Linked DNA regions of Sus scrofa: all the other regions are linked to region 2. Evidence: chromatin contacts called from public Hi-C and HiChIP or PLAC-seq data. All regions are on one chromosome and are shown on one strand. The core of a region is the stretch at or near the end of the contact, and the rest is flanking DNA. Distances in the headings are between cores, read along the strand shown.

Region 1 (2,700 bases), core at 56-2,555, 360 kb after region 2:
CACGCAAGGTCTCCTGGGGATGGTGGTGATGCGGGTGCTTCGCTTTATTGAAACATTTACGAAGATTCCCTTCATCGCCTCGCAGGACCTCCTCGGACTAACTCAGCTGGGTGTTGAGCGGAGTCACAAGTTGCGTGCTGCCCTTGCTTTCGAGTCCGTCGGCCTAATCTCGGGGCTTTTTGACAGGAGGGCCCACCCGAGGGCCCCGCACACAGGGGCTCCCCCTTTCGGCCCTTCCCAGGCTGCCGCCTGTCACAGCGGCCGCGCGGCCCGCCCCACGTGGACCCGGCTCGGAGGATCAAAGTCTGTTTGCTGCCGGGCCCCGTAGGTGTGCTGGGAGCTGCGAGAACCCGCAGCGCCAGAGCAGGAGCCCCGCCACGCCGGGAGGACCCCGGCTGCCCCGCCCCGCCCCTCCCCCTCCTGCTGCACGCGGCCCGCGCCCCCCACCCTCCCCCACGACGCCAGGCGCTGCACCCGGCCGCGGCCCCCGGCCCACGCCCGGCTCCTGAAGGGAAAGGCCCCGCCCCTATCTGTTAGAGCCACGACACCGCCCCCTCCCGCCCCGCCGGGCTCCATCCAATAGTGAGCGCGGATAGGCGGGGCGCGGCGGCTGTCGTGAGGAGGTCCTGGCCAATGGGGAAGCATGCCGGGCCTGGTGGGCGGGGCGGCGAGGCCTTGTCACGCTCGGGTCCGTGTGAAAACGGGGGTTCCGAGTGCAAAGCAAAGTTTTTTTGTAAACCGTCTGCAAAGGCGGGGGGGCGAAGAAGGCGCCCGACACCGGGCCGAGTGCAGCTGCGGTTGCTGCCGCCTCTTCAGCTCTTCAGGCGTCGGCTCCTCGGTCCGAGCCACACCGGAGGGAGACCTGAGAGAGGGAGACCTGCGCGGAGAGCCGGCAGATGCTTGGAGTCTTCACAGCGCAGAGCTGCCCGTCGCCCGCCCGCTCCTGCTCCGGCTCTTGGTCCGCGGGCTCCGGGAGCCCCAGTTCCCCACCTCCGCCGCCCCGCCGTGGGTGTGGGGGCTGCTGGGGCTGAGCCGGGCCTCCGCGCCGGCTCCGAGGACAGACGCCTGAGGAGCTGCGCGCCACCGGCCCGCCGGGGACGCCCGCAGGCGCGGGGGCGCGGCGGCTTGACCCCGGGCTCGCCCCTGTCCGGCGGCGGAGGCCCCACCGCAGGCTCCCGAGCGGCCGGGCTCCGGCGGTGAGAGCCCGGCGGCGCCCTTCCTCCTCCGTGGCCGGGCCGCCGGCCCTCGGCGCCTCGCCGCCGCCGCCGCCGCCTCACGAGTGTCCGGGCCGCGCTCGGCGGGCCCCTAAGCCGCAGCCATGGGGTGCTGGGGTCGGAACCGGGGCCGGCTGCTCTGCATGCTGTTACTGACCTTCATGTTCATGGTCCTGGAGGTGGTGGTGAGCCGGGTGACCTCGTCGCTGGCGATGCTCTCGGACTCCTTCCACATGCTGTCGGACGTGCTGGCGCTGGTGGTGGCGCTGGTGGCCGAGCGCTTCGCCCGGCGGACCCACGCCACCCAGAAGAACACGTTCGGCTGGATCCGGGCCGAAGTGATGGGGGCTCTGGTGAACGCCATCTTCCTGACCGGCCTCTGCTTCGCCATCCTGCTGGAGGCCATCGAGCGCTTCATCGAGCCGCACGAGATGCAGCAGCCGCTGGTGGTCCTCGGGGTCGGCGTGGCGGGGCTGGTGGTCAACGTGCTGGGGCTCTGCCTCTTCCACCATCACAGCGGCTTCGGCAACGACTCCGGCCACGGCCACTCGCACGGGGGGCACGGCCACGGCCTCCCCAAGGGGGGCCGCGGCAAGAGCAGCCGCGCCGGCGGTAGCGACAGCAGCGCGGCCCCAGGGGAGCAGGGAACCGACCAGGAGGAGACCAACATCCTGGTGGCCAAGAGCAGCAACTCCAACGGGCTGAAATTGGACCGGACAGGTGAGGTGGTCGCCGCCGCAGGTGGTTGGCCCTGGGGAGCCCAGACCCCGGGTGGCCCCGGGCGGGGTGGCCCGCACGCCCCCTGGTGCCCAGCGGGCCGCGCCGCGCCGCACCGCCGCCTCGCCGCTCCTTCCCGGTCCCGCGCCCGCCCAGAAGGCGCGGAAACGCAGGTTTCCCCCTTTCAGCCTGGTGTCATGAGCCCGGGGACGCTTCGGGGGTTGGGGGGTGGGTGTAGACGAGGCATCGCGGCTGTGAGAGCAGACAAAGGTCAGGGGTGACCGTCAGCCCCCTGCTGCCCGCACCCCACACTTGGCTGTCTTCTCAGGCTGCCGTTTCAAGAGAGTGTCTGATTTGGGCGTTAGCAGGATCCAAACTGCTTCCTAATTCAATTTCTTGACCCTGTCGGCCCACGGAGAGAATCCCCCGCTGGTCCTTAGTTGTTGGCTGTTTGGGACCTTGCTCTGCCCAAGTAGTTCTGAGGCCCTTCCAACAAGTTTCTTGATGTATCCCGAGCCAGCTATCTAGCGATTGACTTGCCTGAGTTCAAAACCCTGGTTCAAGGTTCTTCTTAAGAACAGCCGTGTATGTTTCAGGTAATTTTCTAAAATCTAAACCAAACCCTGAAAATCTTAGACTTCGGACCTGTCTGGGCATGTTTAACATTTCACTTAGGAATTTCCATAATCATACGAAGATAAGCGATGGTAATTCAGCTTATATTTTTAATGGACAGTTTTCATTCTAAACAGTAAGTGCTTTTGAAGGA
Region 2 (2,934 bases), core at 233-2,732:
AGCAAGGCTGCAGGAGAGAAAGGCATTTAGAGTATAATTAAAAAGTCTAAAAGGCAGGAAGTTGAGGAGCTACTCCCCAGCCTCCTTCTCAATATCCTTTTCCTAGACCTATGCCTTAAATATAAAAAGTTCCCTTCTCAGATTGTTTTCTTCTTGTTTTCCACATGATTTCAAGGGGGAAGGAAGACCTAGTTTATCTTTAAATGAATGAGATTTCATTTGTATCCATGCTTAGTCTGTCTGGGTAGTAACTCCCTTATCAGAAACTAAGAAGAAAGTTTCAGGTTGATGATACCAAACTTAAACTCAAAATTCTCATTGCCAATGTTTTAACCTAAGGGACTTAAAGAACTGGAGAGAACAAGATAGATATCTAGATACTAATACGGCAACAGTTCCAAGTTACACCGTTAAAGTGAAAAACGAGACAAAACATTTTTACCCCATTTCTGTAAATAACAATTATTACCTCTGACATTGAAAAACATCTGGATTAAGATATTTCAATCTATTCATAGCCGTCATTTCTGGGACATACGCTCATAAGCATTTTTCGCTCTGCAATTACGGATTTTTGTGCCCATGTGTTAATCGGGAGGAAAAAAATTTGACCATGCTAAAAGCAGATGTGCTATCTTCTCTGCTTGACGGAGTTCCCTAACAGCGGGTCATTTTCACTGGTGTACACAGCAAATAGTCGGGCTCACTAAGGTTCTACCACAAATGAATGAATTCACCAATGAATATGAGTCCGGACGGCCTCGCGTAGCTGCTGCGAGAACCACACCTACTCAGATGCACGCATTTTCCACTTAATGAGCAAAATGGACACAGGCCGTAATGGAGGCCAGTGAACTCAACGTCCCTCCCTCCGTCAGGCCACAGTCCTGACCGAAAAAGTCCCGATTACGACGGAACGTGTCTCGAGGGCCCGCAAGTGCAGCTTTCCTCGGTACTCCTCGCCTCCGCGAACTCGCTCGGCTGCGGGAGAACCCGGCGGCTGGGAAACGGCATCGGCGTGGGCACTGGTCTGAGGTGCTGTTACGGGGGAGGTGGATCCGCCGGCCAAAGGCAGCGGTTAGGGCCGTTACTCACCACTCCTTGGGACGCCAAATTGGGGCTGGCGGAGCACCGAACTGAAGAGCATCTGGGCCGGAGGGAAAGGCTCAAGTGAAGGAAAAGCCGCGGAAAAGCCCCCCGATGCAGCAGAAACCGTCTCTTGCGCCCTTCAGAACACGACGAGTTATTGCCTCCAACTCCCGCCACTGTAAGCCCCGGCCACCAAACTCCCCGCCAAACTGACGTCACGCCCTCTGATTGGCTCCCGCCGCGGCGTCCGGGCGCGTCCGAGTCACTTCCCCCTTCGAATCTCCGCCTCCTTTTCTCCCAGCCGCGGGAACCTAGAGTTCCAGAGCTCCCTGAGCGCCTGCGCGGGGGGCCGCAGAGGCGCCGGCGAACGGCGGGGAGGCCTGGGCGCATGCGTAACTCGGCTCGGCAGAGCGCGGAGGAAAAATCCGCGAGAAGGTGGTGGAAGAAGATGGCGGGGCTGAGGCAGAGTTTGCAATCTTTCTGAATAGGCTAGTCGAGTAACTATTCGGATCATGGCGTCAAACTCAACGAAGTCTTTTCTGGCAGATGCTGGCTATGGCGAACAGGAGCTGGATGCTAACTCTGCCCTTATGGAATTAGACAAAGGTATGCGAAAGAGCGGGCGAAGCGGGTGGAACGGGTGTGGGGGGAACTGGCGCCACCAGGCGGTGGTAGCCTAGGAAGAGGCTGGGAAGGCGCATGCGCACATCTTCCCTGGGCGGGGCAGGCGCGGGTGCTTGTGCTTTTGGTAAGGCATTTGCAGCTTGGGGAGGTTGTTCCTGAAAATTGCAGCGTTGCCGGATGGGCCTCACACACGCTGAAAAAGTAGAAAACTCCAGTGATGGGCCCGTCTTGACCGCTTGAGGGCACAGTCCCCCGATTTTCCGAGCAGTTTCTAAAAATGCTACATTGAAATTGAGAAATTAGTTTTCATTATAGTCGATTGAGACCAGGTCTTCACCAAAAGAGTGCTGAATAATAACCTTGGACCGATTTTATTGCGATTCACTTGATTTCTGTAACTGTTACCTGCCAGTTACTACGCAGGTTAAATAGGGACAAGTCCATCCGAAAAGCACAGCCCTTGCTCATTCTGTGCAGACAGATTCCACGAGTTCTATTTCCTTACGGGCGTGGGAGGGATGGTGGGTGGTGGAGTCGGCTGGGCAAGGGTGAAGTGGGGGTTGGGAGCTTGGTGTAGTAGAAGGAGCTTTAGGTAGACGGAGTTGAATTTTAATTCCGCTGATTTTATGATGACGGACAGGTGACCTAACTTCACCTAACCTTGGTTTTTTTCTCTGCAAAGTGGGTAAAGTACCATTGAGCTGGCAAGATTGTTGTCAATATTAAGTGATTTAATGATGTGCAAGAGAAGTCTTTATTAAATGCAGAAAAAAAATTGCCTTACCCATACATATGGGAGGCAGGGGGAGATCTTTGTCAGTAAAAAACTCAAGTATTAAAATGAAACTTTTGTTCAGTGTACTTAAATGCTTTTTATTGAATGGGGGAAACATCTGGCATACATTAATTTTTGTGTGTAAAAAACAAGAATTGGACTAGCAGAACGCTCTTCCTTTAAGTCCAATCGGAGTCACTTCCCAGCTCTCTGACTTGGTCACTACATTGACTTTAGGGGGGGTACTCTTTTTGTTTATTTGTTTTGTTTGGTTTTGACCTGTAAACATTTAAAGTGGGTTGGTCTGAATAAGTGTTTTAAACTTTAAAAAAAGCTTTTAACTCCTTTTGATCAACATAAAACAGTTACAGCGCTCCATTGAGATTTTCATTTGGTTGAGTCACAGTATCTTCAGTACCTCTCCACCAGCCAAGAAAATGTTGAGC
Region 3 (2,727 bases), core at 138-2,637, 310 kb before region 2:
TCATGTCTGTATCCCAATGCCCAGCACATTGCATCTGTTAAACCATGTCCAATATTGTGTTAGTGTCTCCTTCTAATGTGGAAGCCTGTAATTTTCCAGTTTGGTCACAGCAACAGGAGTAGAGAGGAATGATAGGGCTGGACTAGATGTCTCTGGTTCCTTCCAGCTTTAAAATTTTATGCTTTGTGTGACTTGTTCTGTCACCCCCCCCACACACACACACCCACCTTCTAGTGATGCAGCAAGAAATTGAATGAGTTGGTTGTTGTTGTTTGTTTTGGCAAGCAACTCTTCAATGAAATGGCTGGAATAAGTGTCCCATTCATAAATTCAACAAACATTGCTGGTGCCTATGATGTGTTAGGTACCATTTATATTGTCCTGTTTAATAGATGTGAGAGCAGAGGGCCTGGGCTGGCCTAGGGTGGTCAGAAGAGGTGGTGGAGGCCTCTCACTACTAACACACTGGAGAGTCAGGGTGCTCTGATGTGGTTGCCGCTCCTGTGGTTGCCACCGAGGAGCGAAGAGGCCCTGAATGCAGGGGTTGGCAGAGCTGCAGCTGCCCAGGACACAGAGCAGCATTCACCAAGGCATCAGCAACTTCTCTCTGCTTCACCACGAAGCAGCCCAGGGCGGCCACACAGAACCGCTGTTCAGGCAGTGGGAGGAGGGGGCCGTGCGGTCCTGGATTCGCCCGCCTCGCGGTAAACATCCTATTCTCCATCACAGTCAGGGCAGGAGGCTTCTGCTGCTGTGAGGCAGGGCAGATGCATTCTAAGGCGAACAGAGAAGGGCCCAAAGTATTAACAACACCTGCGGGAGGGGCTGAGCCTGGGCAAGAACCTATTGTGTCCTGATTCCAGTGTCTGTCCCAGGAATAATGGAAAGAACTTGGCTTCTGTGTTTGTTCTTGGATTAAATAACCACTTGTTCATGGCCTTCTCCCCATCTTTTCTGAAACGTGTTACCTCAGTTTCCTCATCTGTAAAACGGGGAGGAAAATGCGCTCCTTACATGGTTCCTCGAAGGATAAAAGGCATAATTAGTGCGTGAAAGTGCTTTGTAACGTATAAAATGCGCTCCCAACATTTACGATGGTTAAAAACCACCAGGCAAGCTTCCTCTTGCAGTTAAAGATAAGGATCCCGTCTGACTTGGCCCTCTTGTTCCACTTTCTACTCATTTTCTCCGCCCTTCCCCCTCCAATAAACAGAGGAAGCAAGAGACGAAGAAAGCACGTGTGTCTAAGCGCGGGTTAAGCCTCGCTCTGGGTAAAGCGCAGGCTTCGCTGCCCCAGGAGTGCCGAGTGCCCCCTGCCCAGAACTACATTTCCCAGCAAGCCTTTAGCGGCCCCGGCGGCGGCGGAGCAAGGCGCCTGCGCCGAGTGCGGCCCCGCCTGATCTCGAAGCCCCTCCTCCGAGCCGGACTCGCAGCTCGGAGCCCGCGGGTCTGGGTGTTGCAGCGGCGGAGCTCCAGTCTGTGCTCCCCGCGGGCTGCAGCGGACTCGGGTGTGTCTTAACTCCGCTCAGTGCCATGATCCGGCAGGAGCTCTCTACGTCTTACCAGGAGGTACGAGGCGGTTGGGGAGATGGGTAGGAGGGACAGCAAAGTTTCCTGTGGGCCGGAGCGGGTCCCCGGGGGTCCGGGCTGCTGGGCTGAGGGGGGCGTCCGGGCGGGCCGAGCGCGCTTCCGAGGAGCGGTGAATGCGTCGGGTGAGCGGTCCTCGCGTGCCGAGCTGCGGCGGAGCAGGAAGGAAGCGGGGCGCTGAGCCTCCTCCGGATGCTGCCGGCGCTTGGCCGAAGGATGGAGCGGGGGCACCGGAGCCGCGACCCGTAGCCAGCAGGTGAATGATTAAAGCCTCGTCGGACCCAGGCACCAGCACAGCGGGCCAGGCGAGCCCCGCGGTTGCCCCGAGAACTCTGTTTTTTTTTTTTTTTTTTTTTTTTTGCAGCAAGTGGAAGCACCCGCGTCCTTCTCCCAGCTGCAGCCCAGGCGCGGTGGGCTTCAGCCCCCTCCCGGCGCAAGGCCTCGTGGCCGCTGCAGCTGTTACCGACAGGGAGAGTTACAGCCTGTCTGGATGGCAGCTCACTTTGAAATGGCTCTCCCCGACAGAGCTGCTTCTCGCCCCGCTCCGTGTCTCTCTGCAGGCTCGCCTCCTCTCACGACCGTAACTCCCACTTTCCAGTTCTTTGTCTCTGGTCGGTCCCGAGCTACGCGCTGCGTGCGGTTCCAGCTGTTCCCTCAGACCAGCTCCTCCTGACTCTTGCTGACACTAGTGAACTGCTCTCCTCCTCCTCCTCTAGGGCCCCAACCCTTGGTCATCTCTGGTTATCTTCCCTCCTGTGCGCCCCGCGCGCCGCTCCCCTCTCGTGCTAAGTTCAGGCAGTTCCACGTCCTCAGCCCTCAGGTTTGTGTCCCCGGGTCTGCGTTACCGCTCCCTGTGGTGTCCCCGTGCTGTGCGGATTCGTCTGGGGGCCCTGCCTTGATCCCAGAGCATCCCCCTCCCCCACCTTTTAAAAAAACGTCGAGTGTAGTTGATTTACAGTCAGTTTCTGTGGTAAGGCACAGCAACGCAGTCATACATAGAAATGCACCCTTTTTCTCTTGGTCTCTTGCGTCAGGTTCCCTTTTACGCACACCTGGTGCTGCCCTCGGTCTGCTCAGAACCGAACCAACCGAACAGGCTTTCACAGCCCTGCAGCTGTGTCTTCTTAAAAGCTACAGCTT

Evidence for each region. Hi-C and Micro-C count contacts between places; a contact is called where the count stands out from the background. HiChIP or PLAC-seq counts read pairs in DNA pulled down with a chosen protein or histone mark.
Region 1: a contact with region 2 is called in a Hi-C map of embryonic fibroblasts, with 2.7 times the contacts expected there. The contact joins the promoter of SLC30A1 here to the promoter of INTS7 in region 2. A contact is called at or near these places in 2 of 47 Hi-C or Micro-C datasets (embryonic fibroblasts and liver).
Region 3: a contact with region 2 is called in an H3K27ac HiChIP or PLAC-seq map of skeletal muscle, with 6 times the contacts expected there. The contact joins the promoter of TMEM206 here to the promoter of INTS7 in region 2. A contact is called at or near these places in 1 of 5 promoter capture datasets (fetal skeletal muscle), 3 of 47 Hi-C or Micro-C datasets (blood, liver and skeletal muscle) and 2 of 2 datasets of contacts at active chromatin or transcription factors (alveolar macrophages and skeletal muscle).

Annotation. Positions count from the first base shown.
Region 1 is chr9:131,632,281-131,634,980 of Sscrofa11.1, forward strand. It overlaps SLC30A1 (solute carrier family 30 member 1), which reads left to right and starts at 1,306. Exons shown (of 2, transcript NM_001139470.1): 1 at 1,306-1,934. The coding sequence starts at 1,319.
Region 2 is chr9:131,274,147-131,277,080 of Sscrofa11.1, forward strand. INTS7 (integrator complex subunit 7) reads left to right here and starts at 1,483. Exons shown (of 21, transcript XR_002336047.1): 1 at 1,483-1,695. It overlaps DTL (denticleless protein homolog), which reads right to left and starts at 1,280. Exons shown (of 16, transcript XM_013979970.2): 1 at 1,096-1,280. The coding sequence starts at 1,147.
Region 3 is chr9:130,966,821-130,969,547 of Sscrofa11.1, forward strand. TMEM206 (transmembrane protein 206) reads left to right here and starts at 1,388. Exons shown (of 8, transcript XM_005667859.3): 1 at 1,388-1,569. The coding sequence starts at 1,534.